Regions from separate parts of the Mus musculus genome. Here region 2 is linked to region 1. The links are chromatin contacts, called in public promoter capture Hi-C maps. All regions are on one chromosome and are shown on one strand. Each heading gives the region's core, a stretch centred on a gene start, on an enhancer-like site or on the middle of the called end of the contact. The rest is flanking DNA. Distances are from core to core; before and after follow the strand shown.

The links. Promoter capture Hi-C pulls out the DNA fragments that hold promoters and counts their contacts.
Region 2: a promoter capture Hi-C map of hippocampal neurons shows a contact between it and region 1, with 6 times the contacts expected there. The contact joins the promoter of Ano3 here to the promoter of Muc15 in region 1. A contact is called at or near these places in 12 of 39 promoter capture datasets (the 3T3-L1 cell line, 3T3-L1-derived adipocytes, the HPC-7 cell line and 8 more), 3 of 484 Hi-C or Micro-C datasets (cerebral cortex, cortical neurons and frontal cortex) and 1 of 9 other capture datasets (adipose tissue).

The regions. Positions count from the first base shown.
Region 1 is chr2:110,718,869-110,723,611 of GRCm38.p6, reverse strand. It overlaps Muc15 (mucin 15), which reads right to left and starts at 2,118. Exons shown (of 4, transcript NM_172979.3): 1 at 1,905-2,118. All of the region lies in intron 14 of Ano3 (anoctamin 3), which reads left to right.
Region 2 is chr2:110,947,514-110,952,256 of GRCm38.p6, reverse strand. It overlaps Ano3 (anoctamin 3), which reads left to right and starts at 2,013. Exons shown (of 27, transcript NM_001128103.2): 1 at 2,013-2,199. The coding sequence starts at 2,154.

The sequences.
Region 1 (4,743 bases), core at 869-3,368:
CACCTGCCTCTGCCTCCTAAATGCTGGGATTAAAGGCATGTGCCACCACTGTCCAGTTAAGTGCATATTCTAAACATCTAGAAATTGATGCTATTTTACAGGGTTTTTTTCTTAATTTAACAACAATTAAAATATAATTTCAAAGAGTATATTTCAGTTTTTGAATAATTTTTCCATAGGGAAGATGAATAGTGCCTTCACCTTTTCTTTACTCTTAACTTTGAAGGATAGATCTCCACAGAAAGCTTGGAAACCCTGGGAGAGGAGACACATGTATGTCCGTGGAGGCAAACCTGCTGCCTGTGCTTCATTTTGATTATTCTTCATTGTACAATGTCATCACTCTGCTGAACCTCCCTTTGTGGTTGAGTTATTCTGCTTATCCAAGCTTTAAGAATAAGGAGGCATGCTGACTATATCTGGCTGTAAACTCATGCAGGAAAAAGTATAATATTAATTCTTAACTCAGTCCAAAACAGAGTTTAAAGTAACAGCATCAGCTTAGGTATATGGAAGATATCATATAATGTTCTTGTGACGCATCCCTAAGAGGTATAGACCCACTTCACCCAAGTGCTTTTGATTGTTTCTTGTCACAGACCTTACCTTACCAACGTAGATGGGTTTATTTATTTGTTTACTTTTGTCGTTAAAACCACAGTCATCCATGTGGCTAATATTTCAGGCAGACCTTGAGTACTTGAGTGTTATTCTGAGTAGCCTTGGCAATTTTGGTCAGCATTGAGTATCATCTCTGGAGCAACATTAATGGGAACTTAAGAAAATTATGTCTAGAACTCTCTCATTATACAAAGGTTTAGAATCATGAGAAGTCAGAAATTCTATTTGTACTAAACACACACACACACACACATATATATATATATATATATATATATATATATATATATATTTGGTAAAGAAAGGTAGAATGATATTTTTCCTTGTAAGAAATTTCCTAAGGTTTTTCTATCATTCTATTAAGAGATTCAGATAAACATTAGAAAAGAGAGAGAAAGAGAGAGAGAGAGAGAGAGAGAGAGAGAGAGAGAGAGAGAATGACATCCTGCTTGCTATTTTGGGACTCGAGTCATGAATTTCACAACTGAGAAAAAGTAGGTGGATGACTACAAAGCTTAGAAAGAATGTGTGTTCAAAAGATATGTTCTGAATCCAAATGCCCAGGCATGAGGTTTAGATGTCTATCACATTTCACTGTCTTTAGAAACAGCCTCTATGAATCTAAAAGAAAGTAGGTCAGGGAAGCAAGCTGAAAATGGCTTCTGCAAACCCTATTTAAATCCTCATTCCACAGGAGGCCTTCTGTGAGGGACTTAGCCTTCTGAAATTTCTGGGAATTCCAGTCATTTGTACTAAGCATGCTAGATAAAATAATGAAAATGTACAGTTTTTAACTTTTTGGTTAAGAACACCATTGAAAAAGATGTATAAAAGCTTGTAATTCATTGCATATAAATATAACTTCCCCTCAAAATGATATTATACTTAAAAAGAAACTTTAAGCCGAAATGCATAATTTAGAGCTATTTGGCTTATGTTCCTGTCACCAGTTCCAATTAACGCTTTAATGGCTTTATTAAGACTTGACTGAGGACACTGTAAACACTTAAAATGACTTTTCTGCCTCTTTATTCAGTTAGCAACTTTGGCAGTGCTTCTTAAAGTTTATTCATTTAGCAATGCAAATATAGAAGGTAATTAACTAAGGAAACAATGGCCTGTTTATACTAGAGTCTCTGTAGCTACTTGCCTGACTGTTCTGTCAAAAGTTGAAGCCACTGTGATTCTCTTTGATAAAGGAGAGAGGGAGAGAGAGAGAGAGAGAGAGAGAGAGAGAGAGAGAGAGAGAGAGAGAGAGAGGATCCAAAGGAACACACACTTACCTTCAGAACTAACAGGTATTTACAGATGGTGAAGAAAATAGCGCTGTTGACCTGGCTACAGTAAGACCTCAGCACACGGAAAAGCAGGTGGCTTAAGTCTGACAGTGTGGCATTGAGCAGGACACAGGCAGATGCTAGAGAAACAAAATTGGGTGGGGCTGGCCGGCCTGCTGGCTGGCTGGCAGTATCTTGCTTGTGTAATAGAGCAGCCAAGAACCTGACTGACCTGCCTCTCAGCTGTAAGCAATAGGATATCACCTCACTCAGGTCTGAAGAAAGTCCAACCCTCTAGTTTTCATAGGTTACTTTGACTGATTTTAAGATAGTCTGGTTCTTTGCAGCAGTAGCAAAAAGGGAATTGTTTATTTCTTGAGGGGGAGGGGTGATAGCATCCTCTGGAGTATTAAGAACTCTTAACTTGCTGGGTACCTGTTTGCAGGCAAGGAAGCCCCAGTGAGTCATGTGCCACACCTACTTCTTCTCTATGCTAGCCCAAAGTTATTACAACCCATAAACAAATTCTTCGCTTCTCTGCAGTGACCCTTTGTGACCTTAAACCTAAATGTGACAACTCCGGAGGGGTCAGTAGTCAGGGACTAACCTGAAGTGTACTAAAACTGATGTTGTAGAAAGTCATCTTTACACAGTCAATTCAAGAGCTCTGTAGAGGGGGTTACTATAGAAATAATGTCCAGTACTAAATTGAGGTTGTTAGTGATTGTCCAACCTTTAGGGAATCACTGGGGCTTACCTGAGAATGACCCAGGAGCGCTCTTGATCAAGCAGCTTCCATTCTGTGTTCTGTTTGCTTTGTGGCTCAAATTAGAGTAGATTTCTGGAGGGCCTGGTTCATAGTTAAATACCTGAGTTAGTAACAAATTGTCATGCTTCTGTTCACCTCCTTCCATGTCTTATCAAAAGGAGCAGTGTTTCCTTCAATATTTGGGCACTGGTATCAATCTCTCCTGATTAATATACGCAAGGTTTACACTTGTTTCCTGCTGTACAAAGAGTGAGATTTCCAATGGCTAAAGTGGTAAATGAAACTTCACCTAAAAGGCATTGAGCTATTTGATTGTACAGAATCTATGCACTTAATTGGTTTCAAGAAAAAAAAATGAGGTAATGCTATCATTTTAAATTTTCAGAAGTTAAAATGTTGGCCCAGAGTTTGATTAGAAATTATACTCCTAAAATGCATTAACTCAAAGGATATTTGAGCTGTGTCTGCATTGGAATTAAGAAAAACATGGTAAACTCACTCAAATACTGGTTGCTGAAAGATGGCTAAATAGAGTTCAATTGGTTATCTCCAAGTTCTCAAGTTACTAGAAGAAGACTTTACTGAGGATGGGAATATTCTCTGTCTGAACTCAGGGACAGAGTATAAATTAACAGCCCTGGGTATATGCACACTACCCCTAGACAGTCTCCTAGACATATGTAGAAATACCATTACCTTTTGCTGACTTCACAGTAGTAATTATAGCTGATCTTGCTCTCCATCTCTCTCCTTTCATTGTGCTGTCGAAGCTATCCTGACACCTTCCTAAAGATATTAGCTGAGAGCTCAGACTGTTTATCATCATTGCATTCCTACAACCATAACCAACTTATAAGAATGAATGCTAAGGACAAGCCCTATTTAAAGACCCATCATAAACACACATAGAAATAAACCAAATGTGGAAAGTACACATCAACTGAGTGACTCCCTTGTTCAGTTTATTTGGTTGTGACCAGAAACTTTGATTCACACAGAGCTGTGTGAATAGTTTAGATAGATGATGCCTGACAAGGCCATCCTCTGCTACATAAGCGGCTGGAGGCATGGGTCATTCCGAGTGTACTCTGGTTGGTAGTTTAGATCTCTGGAGTGTCTGGCTGGTTGATATTGTTGTTCTTCCTATAGGGTTGCAATTTATTGTTGCTTTAAAAAATAGGACAAAATAATTAATAATGTTTTCAAAGTAAGTACATATTAATGTTCTATAGGAAGAATAAAATGGAAATAGATTTAAAGAAAAGTATTAAACTTGCATCAGAAAATAAGTGCTTATGAAATATATATTCTTCAATGGATACAAGGCATAAAGGATTACTATGAAAAATGATACCCAAGAACGTTTCTAGGTGCTCAGATATAAAAAATCAGCTCACTGTGCATTTGTATGTCTGGTATAAGGCTGGACACAAGTTGCCAACTGTGTCTATTTATCTCCCCTCATTTTTTAAAGCAAAAATTAGAAAATGACTGTGGGCTACTACTCTGTAAACACTTAATAATTATCTGTTTCTTAGTGTTTCCATAGTTAGCAAGGTCTGACTCTGCATATGTTAGCAGCATAGCTTTCCAGTATACAGCCTCCCTGCTTGCTCATTCTGTAGGTTCATTCTGGCAGGTTTCTTAGTTCCCATAGTCAGAGAGGCAGCTGTGTGCATGGTAAGGCAAGCTTGGCTAGTGAGTCATAGTTTCTTTATTGAGTACTGATTTTGCAGTTCACTCATTTCATAACTGTGACAGTCACATTTCTAAGGCCTTTCTCTCATTGTAAAACAGGGAAAGCAACTCCTCCTACTAGTTGCCTGTGGGAAGTCACTGACTTTCAAATAGGGAAAGAGGAGAACAACTAGGCACAGCTAATGATAGTATGATCATTATTTTGTTTGGGGATGCTAGAAAATGGAAGCTTAGCATAACCAGGAAGAGAAATTAAAACAAAAGCAACCAAAAGTTGGTTAAATTATTTTGAATTTATGTTTGACTCCTGACTGGTCCATAATATTTATTGAATAAAATAAATTAGTGAACTCTTGATTTTTAGTTGATTCCTTTTTC
Region 2 (4,743 bases), core at 764-3,263, 230 kb before region 1:
TTCACTGAGACTTTATGGGTGTAATTTCTGACATTACCAGGAGATAGACTCAGTCTCACAATAAATTCTATCATCCTCTGATCTTAGGGTCTTTCTTCCCCCCTTTTCAGCAATGTTTCCTGAGCTATAGGTTTGAGAATTGTTTTGTTTTATAGAGGTATACAATGGACTTGCACTCCTTTTAATAAATTGTTTTTAATTATATTATATGCATGCTGGTTTGCCTGCATGGCATTTAAATATACATGTGTACAGTGCCTCAGAGACTAGAATAATCTCCAGGGACTAGAGTTAAAGAAAAATTCTGACCTTACAACAGGATGCTGAGGTCATAACTAATCTATCTGAAAGAGCAGTTAGTGCCCTTTACCCTTCTTGACATCTGTTCAGCCACCTACCATGTCTTTTTGGAGACAATAGACAAGGTCTTTGCTAGATCCTCATTTCACAGTAGGCACACTAAGTCGTGTGTGTGTGTGTGTGTGTGTGTGTGTGTGTGTGTGTGTCTATTATTCACTGCTCAATATCATGGCATAGTCCTTGATATTCTTTCTACTCAGGGTACATTGCAGTAGACCCTCTGGTGTCTCTGACTTCCTCCTTCCTGTTCCATTTCTTGTTTCAGATGATCTCACAACCTGTTACTAATGAAATAAAAAGTACCCAGAGAACTGCCTTATTGAATCTATCTACTTTATAAGTAACCATAACAAATAATAATTAATCACAATTTAAAGTTTCTGGGGTCTATATGTCTCTGAATAACGGGAATGCCTTTTTCCTTGAAGCTGATATTACTACATTTATCATCTTTGAATCATTCAACAAGTATGAAGACAGAGAAAAATTAACAATAATTCAAATTATTTGAGATTTTAAAAATTGTGAAATTTCATTATCATTTTAAAATCTACTTTTATTTGGACCTTCAGTTTATTCTAAATTAATTGGTCTCACACAATTTCAAACTTAGGAACCAACAGACCCTATTGTTGCATGTCTGTTCAATAATACCTTATGTAACTTGTTCTGGGAGGAATTTGGGATCAGGAAATCATGATTATATGAAAAGAGAGAGAGAGAGAGAGAGAGAGAGAGAGAGAGAGAGAGAGAGAGAGAGAGAGAGGGAGGGAGGGAGGGAGGGAGGGAGGGAGGGAGGGAGGGAGAGAGAGAGAGAGAGAGAGAGAGAGAGAGAGAGAGAGAGAGAGAGAGAGAGAACACTGGAAACCATTTTGAGCTGGTTCTTACCCTCATTTAACCACTGCATGTGTTTCTGCCATGATTGCTTCCTCTCTTTGACTGTTAGGTATCTTCATTTCCCAATTTGTGTTCCCAAACACTGTTTCCATTTGTGTGATAATGGAACTTGTGTGTTGCTGTGAGCTTCAGGTTCTTTTTATAATATAAGATTATTTTTATGGCTTTTTAATTATGATTATATTGAGTACCATTGTTGATATTTCTTCAGCATCTGTTAGAAAGAATTAAACCTTTCAGTATCGCACAAAAAATTAAAATCGAAGTAGCTGAAGCAGAAAAAAAACTTAAATGTTGCATGCTAGAACTTAGTGCTTATCTAAGGCAGATCATGGATGTTGTGGTCTCTCCCACATGAATATTTAAGAAGGAAGGATGGAAACAGAACTACATCTGTTAGTATCCTCTTGTCAGGACAGATGCCAGCTTCACCCTTCTTTATTTACAGACCAACTTCGAGGAAATTAATACTGGTGCCTGGGTTTGATAAGGAGGTTTAGAGCTTGAAAATGAGTGCATTAGTGATAGCTCTAAAGGAATGCTTGGATTTATGCCTTGTCCTTAAGAAATTTCTTCCTCTCCCACGTGCACCAAACCCCTTACAACACCCACCCTCACTGCAGCACTGAGAAACAGCCGGGATGTGGGGTTATTTCAGAAGTAGCCACTGAGGGGAGCCGGCCACGGACTGCCCTCCCACGTTGCTATGACGATGAGACTGGCGGGCACACAGCCTTCAGAGCTAAGTGCTGGCTAAAGCAGGTGTCAGATTGCGATGAGCTTGGTGGCTCTGGGATTACTCAGAGCCCCAGGAGTGTCTCTGGAAAGTCTGGCTGCAATTCCTCTGCATCCCTCTCCGACAGCTCCTCAACTCCTTTGGATCGCGCAGAGTGAAAATGGTCCACCACTCAGGCTCCATTCAGTCCTTTAAACAGCAAAAAGGTCAGTGAGAATTCTCTCTCTCTTCCCTGGGGGCACCACATCCCGCTCTGCATCTCCTTGCAAAAGCATCCTTTTCACTCGTGTATTGTGTTGAAGAGCTGTGGAACTCTGTAAAGTTAGGACCCCATTTTATTAATGTTTTATCCTGCAACGGAGATAAGTCTGATATCCGGAGCCGCACAGCGCCCGGGAGGGAACAGAATCTGTCATGTCAGGACTTGTTTGTTCATATCGCTTAAGTCTCCTTCAGTGCATTGCAGTGAACTGTTTAAACAGATAAGGTTCCTGCAGTACCCCTGGGTTTGAAGAGTGAAATTTTGGGTTATATTTGCCTCAGTATGCGCTTCTAGTACCCTGTAAGATTCACAAGAGCAGAATTTATTACTTGTGCTGAGCTTGAAAAATTGTATAATAAATGCATTCGTGGAAAAATCCCAGCGGTTGACTGGTCCCAGATATAATTTCCTTGGAAAACTTTCTCTTCTGACCCCACTTTTATTACGGGTTTCCGACTTTTATGTGTATTTGGGTCTTCCTGGAACTTCCCAGACCACCGTTTAGCTTTCACAAAATTTTCACTAGTTGCGTGGGCATGGTCAGATCAAGAATGTTTTTTTTTAATCACTCTTTGTTCTGCTTTGTTATTTAAATGGCTTCTCATAAAGCACATATTTCTTTAACATAGATTCTGGAAATGGTATTCTCTTATGCAGTTATTCAACATTAATGCCATTTACTGAATGAATAATGGTAATTATGATGCATTTGTTAATATAATCATTAAAATATGTAATTTTCAAGTATTCATTCCATTTTCACTGAAATAAAAATTTATTGAAATCTTACTTCTAAAATTCTTTCTCCAAATGACTGCTTTATGGTATCTCTTTGGCTTTGTTTCTAAACAAACAAACAAACAAACAAACAAAAACTTTGGATATCCCCAGAATAACCTAGTCGGGATTTATTCTTCAGGCAGCATATTGTGCTGAAAGAACTTCCCATCAGGAACTGTAATCTGCATGAATCCTCTTTTGAATGTATGTTGGAATTAGGTACAAAGTGAGAGACGGTGGGAGTAGGTGAATTTGGGCTCCTGTGAAGTTCTATTTAAGCTCAAAGTGTTCTAAGGAAAAATAAAATACTTCAAGAAGTTTTATTTCCTTGCCTCATTAAACATGTATAAACATTATGGGGGAAAAAGAAAGATATGGAAAACTTGAAACTGTCTCATACTGTTACTTTTTAATGCTTCGGGGGACCCTGAAACTTGAAATGTCCCCCCAAAATATCTTACTATGTGAGAATATTTATGTTGTATGTTAAAGAGCAAAAGCCTCTCAACTTTGAGACTGTTTGTCATTGTTCAAAAGAGTGATAAACTGTACATATCATGGCATTTCGTAGTGTTCCTTTATGGTGCATCATGAGCCATTTTTTTTTTTTTTTAATTTCACTTTTTGGCACACAAAAAAAATTATCATTAGTGAAAAGGTAAACATGAGGAAAAGGAAGGACAAACAAAGGAGCAAGATTAATTTTTATCTAAATGGTTTTAGTTTATGTTGTCTCCTAAAATATGTCTTTCCTCTGCTTTTCTCCCTCCAGTCCTTCCAGGTTCCTGGCCATTCATCCCTCCCATGTCCCTTCCTACACTCAAGTTGACACCCTGTTTTTCTCTGATTATTATTGCTACATACAGACACATATTGAGTGCTTATGCGTGGATATATAGATAGATACAACCTTTTGAGTCTGGCTGTGTTGTTTGCATGTATATGCTACCAAGGCTGACCACTCTGATTTGAATAACCACGAAGGGGTTCATCCCTGGGAGAGGCTAAGTCTCTGCTCAACAGTCATTTGTTGTTCTAGTTCTTTCTCTAGGATGGGACCTGCTAAGCAAAGATAATTCACAATAAGGATCAGCTATTTTAATTTTGCAAATAGGAGGAAGACACGCTGACCTGGGAGTGTTTTCCTGAGAACAGTGTATATTAAACTGATGGAAATTCTGTCCTGAAAGTTTGGTGTCTTGGATTTTAGGTTTGCCTTTGTCACTAGATAAATACCTTTAGAAAAGTGTTTTATCTACCTTTTATGTTAATTTATGAATAATATGAAGACTCTTGATTTCTGACCTGTTATTCTCCCTCTTAATTAGCCTATATTAAATATAATAATTGAGGGACTTTATGCCATATTTTCACACATGCAATGTATTTTGATCATGTAATCGTCTTTATATACTTCATCCCTCTTTCCTTGCCCTTCCTCTTTCCGATGTGCTGTACTTACACTTTAGTGTCATATTATACCACCCCGCCCTCAGCTTCCACATATGAGAGAAAAATACAACATTTGGTTTTCTGAGACTATTTTATTAAACCTCACTTCTGGCAAACAACATAATTTTATAATCTTATCCATCTATAGGTGGGGACATAGACTGATCCCATGGCTTGGTTATTGTAAATAATGCCAGGTTTAGTGAGTATGCATACTTCATTAAACTGACTTTCATCCTTTTAGGTAAAATGGTTT